Regions from separate parts of the Mus musculus genome. Here all the other regions are linked to region 2. Evidence: chromatin contacts called from public Micro-C and promoter capture Hi-C data. All regions are on one chromosome and are shown on one strand. Each heading gives the region's core, a stretch centred on a gene start, on an enhancer-like site or on the middle of the called end of the contact. The rest is flanking DNA. Distances are from core to core; before and after follow the strand shown.

Evidence for each region. Promoter capture Hi-C pulls out the DNA fragments that hold promoters and counts their contacts. Hi-C and Micro-C count contacts between places; a contact is called where the count stands out from the background.
Region 1: a contact with region 2 is called in a promoter capture Hi-C map of embryonic stem cells, with 6 times the contacts expected there. The contact joins the enhancer-like site here to the promoter of Pnma5 in region 2. A contact is called at or near these places in 8 of 39 promoter capture datasets (the 3T3-L1 cell line, embryonic stem cells, hippocampal neurons and 2 more), 3 of 115 datasets of contacts at active chromatin or transcription factors (embryonic stem cells, stem cell-derived neural progenitor cells and trophoblast stem cells) and 2 of 9 other capture datasets (adipose tissue and embryonic stem cells).
Region 3: a Micro-C map of embryonic stem cells shows a contact between it and region 2. The contact joins the promoter of Renbp here to the promoter of Pnma5 in region 2. A contact is called at or near these places in 8 of 39 promoter capture datasets (the 3T3-L1 cell line, embryonic stem cells, frontonasal cranial neural crest and 4 more), 1 of 484 Hi-C or Micro-C datasets (embryonic stem cells) and 4 of 115 datasets of contacts at active chromatin or transcription factors (astrocytes, differentiating embryonic stem cells, embryonic brain and 1 more).

The regions. Positions count from the first base shown.
Region 1 is chrX:73,592,627-73,597,322 of GRCm38.p6, forward strand. No RefSeq gene overlaps it. Among named protein-coding and RNA genes, the nearest start is that of Gm52443, 12 kb to the left of the region's middle. Within about 2 kb of position 2,030, at least 39 of the 459 cell types and tissues checked have an H3K27ac peak or open chromatin away from gene starts, as enhancers often do. A contact at or near this core is called in embryonic stem cells and trophoblast stem cells, where this site is marked.
Region 2 is chrX:73,034,621-73,039,110 of GRCm38.p6, forward strand. It overlaps Pnma5 (paraneoplastic antigen family 5), which reads right to left and starts at 2,483. Exons shown (of 2, transcript NM_001100461.3): 1 at 544-2,483. The coding sequence starts at 2,454. The coding sequence ends at 598. Gm52421 (a long non-coding RNA gene) reads left to right here and starts at 1,400. Exons shown (of 2, transcript XR_003953046.1): 1 at 1,400-1,477.
Region 3 is chrX:73,927,810-73,932,455 of GRCm38.p6, forward strand. Renbp (renin binding protein) reads right to left here and starts at 3,041. Exons shown (of 11, transcript NM_023132.3): 1 at 2,905-3,041; 2 at 2,599-2,708; 3 at 2,378-2,453; 4 at 2,196-2,271; 5 at 1,872-2,044; 6 at 1,307-1,531; 7 at 470-551; 8 at 4-179. The coding sequence starts at 2,934.

The sequences.
Region 1 (4,696 bases), core at 780-3,279, 560 kb after region 2:
GGAAAATTTGAGCTTCATCATCAGGATATCTCATTTCTTCTTTGTGCACAACTACTTAATAGCAACCACCAGCAATCAACAACAACCCGCCCTCCCTCTCTGGGCCCTGGCATTTACATACCCTTGGAAAAGTCCCCAGAGTTTCAAATGGCACACATTTTTCAGAAACTCTCTGCAGGTGGCAAAACTACACCCCTGCCAGAGCACAAGGCAAATCACAGTCAGCTGCTGTGGACAGTCTGAAGCATCTCTTTATCCCACACCTGGGGTTAAACAAAAGCACATTCCCATAATATTTCTATATTTTTTAAAGAAAACAAAATTCGAGCCGGGCGTGGTGGCGCACGCCTTTAATCACAACACTCGGGAGGCAGAGGCAGGCGGATTTCTGAGTTGGAGGCCAGCCTGGTCTACAGAGTGAGTTCCAGGACAGCCAGGGCTACACAGAGAAACCCTGTCTCGAAAAGCCAAAAAAAAAAAAAAAAGAAAAAGAAAAAGAAAGAAAGAAAGAAAGAAAGGAAGAAAGAAAGAAAGAAAGAAAGAAACCAAAATTCTCACTATGCAAGTTGTGGCTTCTCCTTCCACCCAACATCAAGAAGATGAAGATCCTAGTCTGGTTCTCCATATGATTTATTTTCAAAGACCCCCTAGGGAATTCCAGTGAGCTCTAGCTGCTGGGGTAGTTTGTTCCCCTATCTCTGGCCTGTATGTTAGTTTCATCCTGTCACTAGGGGGCAGAGTTGTCTAGACCCAAAGTCACCCAGCTGCGTGTGCACACGTGTGGTGGGGCACCCTAGGCACAGGCGGTTAGAGTGTTGACTCATAGGAATGCTCTCTTCCTCTACCCCCAACGCCTCAGGAAATCACAAGCAGCACCTGGCCTGAAAGCGCTAAAAGGGTCCTCGTGCTGGAAATAGAAGAGAAACCTGTTCAGAAGAGTTCAGGTAGTGAGGAATGTCCCCAGTGACCCCTAATACATTTCCCCTTGACTGTCTGAAAAGGGGATCAGATTGTCCTCTGGAGATATGTATGAACTCAGAAATGGCCTTGGAGGTTGGAGGCAGTACTTCAGTGCTCTTTGGAGAAAAAGGAAAGCATGCCACTTGTCTCCCTACTCAGGCCCAATACTCTCAGTGCCATCTCTCCAAAATTGAAATGCATCGCAAAGTACACAAGTAGTGAATAAATGGGCTCAGGTCCCAGAAATTGGCTGCCCTTTCTAAGGGGTAATGGGAATATCCTCTCTGCCTCCTGTTGCCATGGTTTCCTCTCAGCCATCAGGCAGCCTGTTGTGTGGAAGTGATGGCCCTGGGTGCAGCTGAGAGCTACCAAAAAGAGACCGGGGGTAGCAAATGGTCTTAGATCCAACCAAGATTCAGAGAGGAAATGGGAGCCCACACATACTCTTGAGCTCATAGATCAAAGGAAGAGAGGCAGGCTAAAGCCAACAAATGCAGAAACAGAACATGCTGTTGGTTTGACCATTGAACATGTTTTTCAGAACTCTGGGACCCATCTTCTCTTCTGGCCAGAGAAGCCTAGCAGAAGGCTGTCTTCCAGAAAAGTCCCAAGCTAGCTGAATACGATATATTCAGAAGAGCTAGAAATTTGCAAATAGGTCTGAGCTTAGCCTGCTGCAGCTTCCCTGTTGGACCCAGAGCAGCAGGCCCTCCCCCTGACACCCTCCTAGGAAAGCAAAGCAAGGTGTTGCCATCTAAAGGACTTCTCAACCCAGTGCTTTCTGTCCACTCTTATCTGTTCCCACCCCACCTCCTAGCCTCCCCTTGCTCATTGGAAATGTCTCCTAGAGTCAGAAGGCCACAAGTCAATACAGCTATTTTGAAAGAAGAGGGCCAGCTATCCTTTCAAGGAGGGGGGTGGGCCGCTCTGGGATCTGTCCTGCCTGGAACTGAGGAGAGTGAAGAGAGACCCCCCACGGTGGAAGCTAGGCTCCAGGCTGGCCACCAGAGCTCAGGAGTGAAGGGGGGAGTTACACCTGGGCCCGCAGCCCTCCAGCACTTCCGGACGTTCTGCCGGCCATTCCAGACCTTTCCTGTTGGTGCAGTTCACCGGAGTTTGTTTATGCCGCTCACTGTGTATTCTGCACCTCCCCCCACTCCCGCCCATTAACTTTTCTGGTCTTTTTCAGTGTTAAAATTCAGCCCAGACTCAAATCCCCTGTAAGCCTTCCCCCTCCCCACATCCTCGGAGCTGGAAAGGACTGGAATGGAGAGGGAGGTGGCCTGACCTCCCATCTCTGCTCCTCCCCACCCCCTCCTTAGCTGGGGAAGGCAAGGCTCTTTTTAAGCCAAAGTTGAGGGTTGAGGTGAGGAGTGGTATCTTTGTCTGCCCCCTCCTTTGGAACCCTTCTTTAGGTCTCACCAGTGCCTGTAGCCCAGTGCCCTCTCCAAACAAGGATTCGTACCCCTCCCCGGCCCCTCTCAGGCTCTAGACCCATACAAAAGCAGAAAAGAGCTGGGGTAAGGATGTCTGCTTTTCTTTCCCAGCACCCATCATTAACTTTCCCCAGATAGCCCTTCTGCCTTCAGAAATTCTAGCCGGCTGACAAAGGCTCCATCCAGCAAGTCCAGTCCAGCAAGTACCCTCATCCCCACACCCAGCTCTTCCAAAGCTTACTCTCTGAGCAATCCCTGGCTGGGGGAGGGGGGGTGGAGACAGTTCTCTTCTAGTGGCACTCTTTGAACTAACTCTTCATTGAGTTTGGGGGGGTTAAACCATTAACAAAATGTTACTTTGAGAGACAATGGAGGACAGAACTAGAGGTCCAGCCTTCAGTTTAGAGGCTTAGGAGAGGTAATGGCAAGGCTAGAAGCTGGACAAAGGTCTTAGAGAACAGGGCCTGTGCCCTCCAGGCACAAGGAGTGCCGTGAACAGAGCCAGACTAGGCGCCTGGAAAGGGCTCTGATAGTTCCAGGTGCAGCAGACTGTGGCTGCTTCTGCAATAACCCCTTATTTTCTCCCAATTTTTTGTAATTTAACAGATCACAAGGTCACCTCAACAAATCAGTATTGTGGGGACAGTGAGCTCTTATCTGGGCTTCTGTTCTATGGAATCTAATACAGCTCAGCAGTTTCCAAGCAACTTCGGCTCAGTCCCTGTTCCGTCTAAGGGTCAACTAGTGGCCCAGAGGCCACTCCTGCCACATCCAACCTTTGTCCTTTTCTGTCTTCTATGCTGGAATGTTTAAGAGTTTTTCTTTTGCCTTCCACACAAAAAAGGACCTTTATCTAAAAGTGTTTTTTCTTGTGAGTAAATACATTATATGAAGAAAATTTGGATTTTATCATGAGTCATTTAGTTCTGAGCTAGATACAGTCCTTCAGTCTTCTTGTCACTGTGACAGAACCCAGCATGGTGGTAATTCTGTCCAGGTGGCCCTAGCCAGGGCGTGGCCATGAAGAGCCCCAGGGCTAGACAGCTCTGTAGAAAGAGCTGTGGAGTGGAGATCTAGAAAACATGGTTGCAGCTAGACACGTCCACTTTTAAAGGATCGGGAGAAAAGGATCTCCAGTCCTTGTCGCAGTTGTGATGCACAGCCTTGCAATGATGACAGACAGAAGACCTTTAGTAAATTGGTTTCAAATAACGTTTTTATCCAATCAGTAAAATCGATCATTAGAGAACTGATCAAGCAAGAGCAGCTGTTAGAATAAAAGGTGAAATCAACTCCTTCATTTGAATTCCAAATTCAATGGAGCTGACCTGGTAATGAGGTGAACTGGTCATTAGGCAAACTGGCTGAGGGTGGCCAGGGCAGCACATGAAGCCAGTGGGCAGCTGTAACCTTCATCTTCTCTCCTCTGAGAGTATGGGTGCTGGGTCTAGATGGATAGAAGAAACCCCAAGAAAACGGTGTCAGGAATGGACCTAGAGCAGGCTTTCTGAGCACCGAGCCTGTGCCTGGCAAGTGAAGGAAGAGGAGGAGATGGGGGAGAAATAGGAGCAGGAATGCTCAGAGATTCTGAGCTTTGGGGAAGCTACAGTTTGCCAGCAGGCCCTAGAGTATTCTGATGTTCTAGAGTAGGCTGTTGTGTGTAGACTGTAGCAAGCAGAGCCAGGTCTCAGGATCTGTTTCTTCCCTGAGCCTGTTTTGTTTCTTTGTTTGTTTGGCTTGTTTTTGTTTTTCTGAGACAAGGTTTCTCTGTATAGCCCAGGCTGTCCTGGACCTCACTCTGTAGACCAGGCTGGCCTTGAACTCAGAAAACTGCCTGCCTCTGCCTCCCAAGTGCTGGGATTAAAGGCATGCGCCACCACTGCCCAGCTTCCCTGAACCTGTTATCTGAGGAGTTGCCACAGCCCAGTGAAGACTTTGAGGTCTCTCAGCCACAACAGGACCCTGGTGCCCCCATCCATACATAATTCAACACAACTCTTGCTTTGAACTTTTGTCTTTGTCAGATGTTACTGGATAAAATGGAGCACACCAGCCAGGCATGGAGGCGCATACCTTTAATCACAGCACTTGGGAGGCAGAGGCAGGCGAATTTCTGAATTCAAGGCTAGCCTGGTCTACAGAGTGAGTTCCAGGACAGCCAGGGCTACACAGAGAAACCCTGTCTTGAAAAAAAAATGGAGCACACCTGTAAACCCAGCACTCTGTAAACTAAAACGGGAAGGTTGCTACAACTTGGAGGCTAACCCAGGCTACACAGTGAGTTCCAGGTCAGTTGGGAC
Region 2 (4,490 bases), core at 1,233-3,732:
CCAGAGCAGGGGGCAGCCTGCCTCTGGACAGCAGTGGCAGGGGAAGGGGGAGAGGGGAAAGGGAAGAGGAAGGGGCATTTGTGTTGGGAGAGCCAGGCAGTTGGCAGAACCCTTGAGATGGCCTTTTCTGTGATGTCCACCTGTTTGGTTATGGGTGGCAGATGGAGGATGGCACCTCGGCAAAGCTGCCAGGCCACCCTCCAGGTCGGCAGGGTTTGGGGCCAGCCTTGGCAGCTGCCTGGCAGAGTTGTATTCACCTGCCTGTCCCTGCTTGCTCTCTGGAATTCTCCAGCAGCCCTGGACAAAAGAGAGCAGAACAAACTCTCCCCCCCCCCGCCCCCTGCCTGCCCCCGCCCCACACACAGAGTCCTCTTTCTGCTGCTCCTGTTTGCTCACACAAAACCTGTCCTGCACACTCCCAGGCTCTCAGGCCAGCTGAGGGCATTAACCCTGTGGTGCCATGTGCCCCAGCCTGGGGCTTTTCTCAGGCACTAGTGTCCTGTCAGGGTGTCAAGAAGGAAACTGCCTTGTGTTGGCACTTGCCTCCCGGGTCCTTTGGGTCCTGAGGCTTGCAGGTTTCACAGGAGCGGGGGGAGTTCACTCACGAAAGGACTCAAGGGTGCTGCCCTCATGGGGCTCCCCTAGAGCTGTGTAGATGATCCTGAAGACAGGCTGGATCCTGCGGCCTCCTCTCCTGGGTACTGTCTCCCTGCCTAGCCGTGCTTGTTCCCAGGCACTGGTGTCCTCTGCCCAAGACAACCCTGTGGCAGGCTCCTCCACACCCTGTGCTGCTTCAGTGCCAGTGGGCATTCTTAGCTCAGAACACCCATCCTCACCATCTTGTGACCCACTAGTATCCCAACTGCGGTCTGGATTACCCTGTGGTCTAGTTATCATACTAGCTCCCCATTTCAGTCTCTGACACTCCCCACGGTCCTGCCATTTGGTAGTCACTGAGCTGTGTGGAATTTGTTCTTGCTTGTTGGGATCATTTCTAGCTAGTAAGAAGTTGGGTGCCTTACCCTGGCCCTGTTGCCCTTCTGCAACACTCATGTCCCCTGTTCCTTTGTCTGGGCTGCCCCATGATTTTGTCAAAGTATCTCTGTTGCCTGCCACAGGAAGGAATTCCTGGCTGTCCTGAGCCTCTATTTCCTTGGGGTTAGGGTGGCTCACTGCCCAAGCCCCTCTCTCGTTCCCCGACTCCTGTGCTCTAACATAAGGTTTCTGCTCATCGGGTTCACTTTCAGCCCAGAAACCTGATTCCTTCCTCTGTCCCTCTTCCCCAGCACTGTGTCTCCAGAGCAGTCGCCTCCGTTTCACTGATGTCATCTCCTCTCCTGTGGTCTGGGTGCTGACCTCCCTAGAATCCTCTGCCTGGGTGACAACTTCATTTGCCGCCTCACATGCGCTGCTGTCCCTTCGTACCTGCTCCTGCTCCTCCACTACCACAGTGCTTTCCCACTCTTCCTCGTCTCGAGTAAGTTTCATTAATTCCAGAAAAGTAGGTGGGCACCCTTGCTGATCTAAGAGGGAGAGCTTTCCCCGAAGGCCAGTGGTCATGGAGACCTGAGATAAGACGTGCTTGAGACGAATTGAATCTGCACTGTGTGCTGACAGTGGGCTCTGCTGCACTGCTTTTTGCAGCAGGGGCTCTAAACGTAGCAAGTAGTCAGATACCTTCTCTGCAGGTTTCTGAGAAGACTGAAGGAACCTGAACTGTAAGACCTTAGAGTCCTCTTTATTTCCAAAGATGTGCTTTAGGGCTTTCAAGCACTGCTCCACGGTTAGGGAGTCATTGCTAGTCCACAGTGCCTGCATGATTGACAGGGCAGAGCCACGCAAGCTCTCTAGAAGGCACTGCTTCTTTTCCCTCTCGGACACCTGCCATAACTGCATCAGCTCAGTGACCTCCTCTAACCAGGTTTCAAAGCTTTCTTCTCCTGGGCCTGGAAAGGGACTGCCAGAAAATACTTTCAGTTTTTTGTAACATGTGCTATTATTACACAGAGACTTCAAGCCTTTTGGTTTGTCTTGGTCTAAATTCTTTAACTCTATTTTCCCTGTAGGAACAGTGCTAAACCCCAGGGCTTTGGCCACATCTACTATTCTCCGTCCTTCATCTCTTAGAAAGTAGATCAACTTATTCATAAACTCATCATCTGGGCTACGGGGTTTGACAACCACTTCCCAGGCCCCACCCTCTGCTGGTATATGAGTAGGCATCATAGTATAATCAACAACTTCAGGCAGTTCAATTAAGACTGCCTTAGCTTCATCTTCCCTCCTGAACATCCTGCCTATCACCTTGTATGCACACAAGGGAGGTAAGCCTTCTTTCAGAGCATCATTTATCGCAGCCTCAGTGTACTGCACGGGGATGCCCACAATGAGCACAGCCTTCTTGGGATCCAGATCCATCCCCTTACACCAGTCATCTAATAGAGCCACGGCCATTGTTCCCTCCCTCTATCAGCAGACCTAACACTAGGACTCAAAGATTCTAAACCAATGCCATATAGAAAGGCAGTGATGTCCTGGTTTCCACAACCTGAAATGCAAATGAAGTTAAGATGTTACTTAATGATTCCCATCACCTTTCCTTTTCCCAGACATTCAGTCTTGTTCAATCACAGAAAGCTCCCCAAACCTCACTGAACCCTGCTGACCTTTGGTTGCAGCAACCTCCTTGCAAGTCCAGGGACACTACTGTGCATTCTGCAAGTACCTGTGGGGAAAATGCCAATGTCAGGAGGCAAAGACCAATGCCAGTGGAGGAAAGAACAGGAGAGCACTCTGCCACCCACTCAGTGCTATATTGGATTTAACCCATTCCTTGTTAGGTTCAAGATTGGCAACACATAAACTCTCCTCCACCTGAAGAAATGCTCAACAGATAAGAAAGATGACTAGAACTCAGCAGATGTGATCACAGTGCTGAGTGCAAAGAACGTACGACAAGCTAAAGTATTGACATGGACACAAGAACAGTGTGAATCTAGATTTCTACCATAAGTTACCACATAGGTTAAGGCCTTTTATGGACAACAGGTGATGCCATGGTTCTCCAACTAATGAAGCATCTTAGCAACAGGTGTGGAGAGTAGGATAGGGCAGAGACTGAGGAGCGAGTGCTGATAAATTAAGCATATGGGTTTACAATAGTATGGAATCTGGAATCAGAGGCAAAAAAAAAAAAAAGACCCCAGAAAGTAAAAGACAACTCTCAGGTATGGCCCTACCCTGCAGTCTGTGAATCTTGGCAAGAAACCCCTTCACCAGTCTTCTGCTACAGTTAGAGGCTATTCCCAAAATAGATGCTCACCCTGCTGTCTTCTGTAGAGTGCCCCACTGAAGTGTGGCTATGGTGACTTTCCTGTGCTGGTGCTTGATCCTGGCAGTCTTCTGGCTCTATCCAGACAAGCAGTGCTGGTTCCTGCCCACTGATCTGTTCAAGGCAAGGCAAAGGAATATTTAACATGGTCTATCCTGAATGTCCCTGCCCACGCAGGCTGTGCTAATTCTGAGTCTGCTCAAGAATCTAAAGACAGCCCCTTGCTGGGTATGGCTGAGCACATCTTTAATCCCTGCACTTGAAGTAGGCTGGGGCTGATCTGTCAGTTTTGAAACCTAAGCGGGCAGTAGCTACTTTTTTTTTAATTAGATATTTTCTTCATTTACATTTCAAATGCTATTCTGAAAGTTCCCGAATATGTGGTCTTGCAAACTTTATATGCCTCAGTACGGAGGAATGCCAGGGCCAAGAAGTGGGAGTGTGTGTGTGTGGGGGGGTATGGGGGACTTTTGGAATAGCATTTGAAATGTAAATGAAGAAAATACCTAAGAAAGAAAGAGAGAGAGAGAGAGAGAGAGAGAGAGAGAGAGAGAGAAAGAGAAAGAAAGAGAAAGAAAGAAAGAAGGAAGGAAGGAAGGAAGGAAGGAAGGAAGAAAGAAAGAAAGAAAGAAAGAAAGAAAGAAAGAAAGAAAGAAAGAAAGAAAGAAAGAAAGAAAGAAAGAAAGAAAGAAAAAAAAGAAAAAAGTTCTTGCAGCCGGACGTGGTGGCGCACGGTGGCGCACGCCTTTAATCCCAGCACTCGGGAGGCAGAGGCAGGCAGATTTCTAAGTTAGAGGCCAGACTGGTCTACAAAGTGAGTTCCTGGACAGCCAGGGATACACAGAGAAATCCTGTCTCGAAAAACAAAAACAAAACAAAACAACAACAAAAAAACCCTGTCTCAAAAAAACAAAAAGAAAAAGTTCTTGCATGAAATTGAGCAACTGCTCCACTGACCTCATGCACAACGAAACGTCCCTCCAAATTCCAGAACCTGCTGCCATCCAGCTCCATCCTGGTCCGAACAACCTGCCAGCTGTCCCAAGGACCGCCCCTTCCCTGTCCCAGCGCCATTTTAGGACACTCACCATCTATCTCAGTTCCAGCTCTGAACAAGACACAGACCGATCCTGGTTCCAGCAACTTCTCAACTGTCCCA
Region 3 (4,646 bases), core at 1,791-4,290, 890 kb after region 2:
CACCTGGGTAGGGCAGAGACCATCCGCATCCTGGAAGTAGAAGAGGCCTCCATGTTCAGGGTCCCATCCAGAGTGGAAAGGCAATAAGAGAAACTTGTCAATGATGTGCATTCGAAGTTTGGGGTCACCTTTCCTGAGGGCATACTGGAGCAGAAACCAGCCAGCTTCCAGTGTGTGGCCTAGTCAGAGTTGGAGGAAAGTAAGGCAAGGATCAGGTTTCCCACTTCAAGGCATCTGAGGGCTGGAGCTCCTGGCACCTCCCTTCCTTATCAAGGGTGAGAGATGCTTGAACTCTGTCACAAGATACCCTGCCTTTCCGCCTGGACTCCATGCCCACTCCTGGGCAGTCTGTCCCCGCCCATTGCCTGCTCCTTGGTGGAGGGAGGAGGGCTACCCCTCCCATATTATACCCCAAACTCAATGATGAGGTTTTTTTTTTTTTCCTAACAGGCATAGCACATGCCTTCACCTGGGTTCTGATGTCTTCCAAGGCAACCAGGAAGCTCTTTTCCATCCTCTGATACATTCTCCAGTACAACTTGTCCATCCCTCTGCCAGGAAAAGGACAAGAGACAAATGTTTCCAGTTCAGGTCACCCAATCAGAAAGATCTAACTTTGGAGCCGGGCGGGGTGGCGCACGCCTTTGATCCCAGCACTCGGGAGGCAGAGGCAGGTGGATTTCTGAGTTTGAGGCCAGCCTGGCCTACAGAGTGAGTTCCAGGACAGCCAGGGCTACACAGAGAAACCCTGTCTCAAAAAAACCAAAAAAAAAAAAAAAAAAAAAAAAAAAGAAGAAGAAGAAAGATCTAACTTCGAAAATCCCTTCCTCTGCCCTTGGTACCAGCCATATACCTACTCAATAGGTCTAAAGGGGCATTTTTGGTTGTATGTTTTGACATAGTCTTGGTAGCCCAGGCTGGTCTCAAACTATACAAGCAAGGCTGACCTTGAACTCTAAATTCTCCTGTTTCCACCTCCAGAGTTCTGGAATTACAGATATGTGTACCACGCCCTGCTCCAGAACATTTTTGGAATGGCTGATTGTCTCCCATGAACCCAGTAGGTTCTGATCCTTCTTGCTTAGGTCTGGGTCTCTCAAGTGAAGAGGGTAAAACCCTGAATGAGGAGACAGGCAAGACTGAGTTTGATGCCACAGAGGCATCAAAGGGAAGAACATAGATCAAGACCTCCTTTCCATAGCTCAGAATGTGTCTGTTGCTCTGGCCTCTTCTGTCTTAGGACACACCCATTTCCGCCCTCAGCAAGCTGGGCTCCACCTTCCTGAGGACCCTGGGTTGTGCCTACCTGGACATGCTGAAGAATCCTGTGGACACACCAGTCCCCTAGTTCTGCATACATGTTGGTCAGCTCCTCATCTTCTTCTCCAAGCTGCTCCACCAGGCTGAGCAGCATCATGGGCACTGCCATGGGCTCTGTGGCCAGTGCCCCTGAGAGCTGAGGCCGGCCCAACCCAGCCGGGTCCTCCCGTACCCAGTGGATGATCTGATCCATCATCTCTATGGCTTCACTCTGTGAGGAGACCAGAGAGGCTGCCCTGTCCCAGCACATACTTCTTCCCCCAAGGACTCAGGGCTCAGCTTCTTCTCCCAATACTATTTTCGGGGACTCTGGGATTCAGGTCACTCTCAGGCAGAAGGGCCCAGTGAAGAAAGCGAAAACCTTTTCTACCTGGACACAGGGCACTGTTTGCCCAGGGTCCCTTTAGGGTTAGGGTTAGAGAGCGCTGAGGAAACATGTGGTCACAAAATGGTAGGAAACGAGTAAATGGGTCTTGTGGCAGGTTCCCAGGCCTGTCATTAGAGTACACTCATGTCCAACAGCCTGTGATCCCCTACAGGCTCCTACATACCTGATAACGCACTTCCCCCGTTACTTTCCACAGTTCATTCATGGCCATGGTGTAGAAGCACTCGCTGAAAATGGTCCGCTGCACCTTCACTGGCCGGCCATCCCGAGTCAGCACAAAAGCACATTTCTTGCCAGGTGGTGCCACCCGGGCATAACGCAGCAAAAATTCACCACCTGGTGGTTGGAAAGTATGCATGGTAGGTAAGGACTCTGAATATACTGCCTCTTGGAACCTGCCAGTCCCTTTCCTCTTCTAGAGCCCTTTAGATACATTGAATACATAACCCACTGAAGCCCCTGGGGAGATAGGGCTAGGAGAGGGGACCTGCTCTTGCTGCATCCAGAAGCTCAACACGGCGGAAGCGCTCAAAACTGCGGTATAAGCGACAATACATCCATACCTGTGAGGGAACACAGTTTAGAGAGGAGTAGCTGGGGTGGAGGGAATCCTAAGTATCCCTGGGTATACCCTATTGTTGTGTGAACACCTTAAGTGTGCAAACTGACCTGCCTCCCCTGCAGCCAAACATATTTGAGGTGATCATATACCTTCCCATCACGGCCAAGACATGTGAAGAAGCCCCTGTGAGACAAGTGTTGTCAGAAAGTGAAGGAAAGAGCCGTTCTCCATAGCTTCACTACTCTCCTCAGGTCAGTAGATCTGTGTGTCACCTCCAAGTGAGATAGGGGGAGGGGGGCCCTAGGAGGATCATGGCAGGATAGCTAACCCGTGTTCCTGGTCATGGGAATGCTCCATCCAGAAAGCGATCACACGATCAAGCTCTTGTTCCACACGCTTCTTCCAGACCTGCAGTGTCTCCCGTTCCTTCTCCATGTCCTGTGAAGTGAATCAGGGCAGAGCAGGGAAGCACAGCTCTTCCTTCACAGGGACTTCCTGAACCAACTCGAGTAGGCCCCAGAGCTACTTGATTCCACCCCACCACCACAGGGCCTCGAGCCAAGGATACAGTACTCCCACCTCTTCAATGGGCTTCTGACCCCACCATTAGTTGGAACCATCCACTACCACATACCTGTAACATTAGGAGTCCTAGGTCCATCATCTGCTTTCCTCCAGGAATTCAGACTTGGTCGCGATCCCGTGACTATCACTCAGCTGACCGAGCAGTGTCCCACCCACCTGATCCTCTTCAGAGTTCCGAAGGGCCCCGAGTTGGGGGCGGGACGAAGGGCGGGGTTTCAAACCCCGCCTTCTGCTCTTCTAGGCCTGGACTGAGCAGTCAAGCTCTAGATCCCCCTGGTGGGAACTGGGTGAGGAAGTCTGGCCTTATGAGGAGGGAGTAGGTAGGAGACTGAATCTGGGCCTGGCAGCTGAGGCTGGTGATCTCAACAGATTGTGAAGTTAGGGTGCCCCTGGAATGACTGAATCCTGAGACCCTGTGACCCCATATTGTCGGCAAGCCCTTTCCTTTAGCTTCAGCTGTCTGAGTCCAGTAATTTACAACCATTAGCCCTGGTTGCCAGTTGCTGGATACTTCACCCCCAAGGATGATTCTGGAAAAACAGGTGATAACCATGCAGAGTAGAGTGGGCATCCTCCAGCTCTCTGGCCCTTCCTCCTAGGTACACAGTATAGGTTGGCTCTGTGACAGGCTGGTTAATCTGTTCCCCATTCTTGCTACCCACTGGGCACCCTCATTGCTCAGCAGAATTCTGTGGAGTGAGAATTTCAACCAGAATGCCAGAGGTACTTGTTCTGATTTTCTTTTGTCTTTTTTTTAAAACATTTTTTAAGATTTATTTATTATTTATTATATGTAAGTACACTGTAGCTGTCTTCAGACACTCCAGAAGAGGGCGTCAGATCTCATTACGGATGGTTGTGAGCCACCATGTGGTTGCTGGGATTTGAACTTCGGACCTTCAGAAGAGCAGTCTGGTGCTCTTACCCACTGAGCCATCTCACCAGCCCTTCTTTTGTCTTTTTTTATTTGTTTGTTTGTTTTTTCGAGACAGGGTTTCTCTGTGTAGCCCTGGCTGTCCTGGAACTCACTCTGGGGACCAGGCTGGCCTCGAACTCAGAAATCTGCCTGCCTCTGCCTCCCAAGTGCTGGGATTAAAGGCGTGAGCCACCACTGCCTGCATTTTCTTTTGTCATTTTATTTTATGTTTCAGTGTTTTGTTGTTGTTGTTGGTGGTGGTGGTTTATTTTTTGTTTGCTTTTGCTTTTGCCTCTATGTATGTCTGTGCACCACATGCATGCAGTATCCTTAGAGGCCAAAAGAGGGTATTGGATCCTCTGGACCTGGACTTACAGCTGGTTGTGAGTCTCCACGTGGGTTCTGGAAATGGAACCTGGGGCCTCTGGAAGAACAGACAGTGCACTTAACTGCTGAGTCATCACTCCAGTTCCTTGAACATGTTCTTAATGATGGACTGCAACCCAGGAGTGTAAAGTAACTAGACTTCCTGACTCATCAATGCTGCTTTGGGAGTTGGTCAGTAAAAAGAATTCAGTTTCTAGATATGGTTATGTTCTTGTGCTACCTGCCCCTTCCCAGCTGTGTGTTGACTCATTTCGCAATGACTGCTACTTTCCAGGTTATGGCTACTGGGTGGCTCTGCAGGTTGTAGAATGGCTCTTTCATCCTGAAACACTTCATCTTTATGGTGTTTAGGAATAAGCCTGATCTCAGTGTCTGTTAAGTATCTGCTGAAGCTGCTCTGTTCATCTTTACCCTTAGCCTAGGTCATGCCCAGGGACCTTGGCTCTGTATCCAGGAAAGCTTGCATGCTGTTATTTAAGCTGTATTTA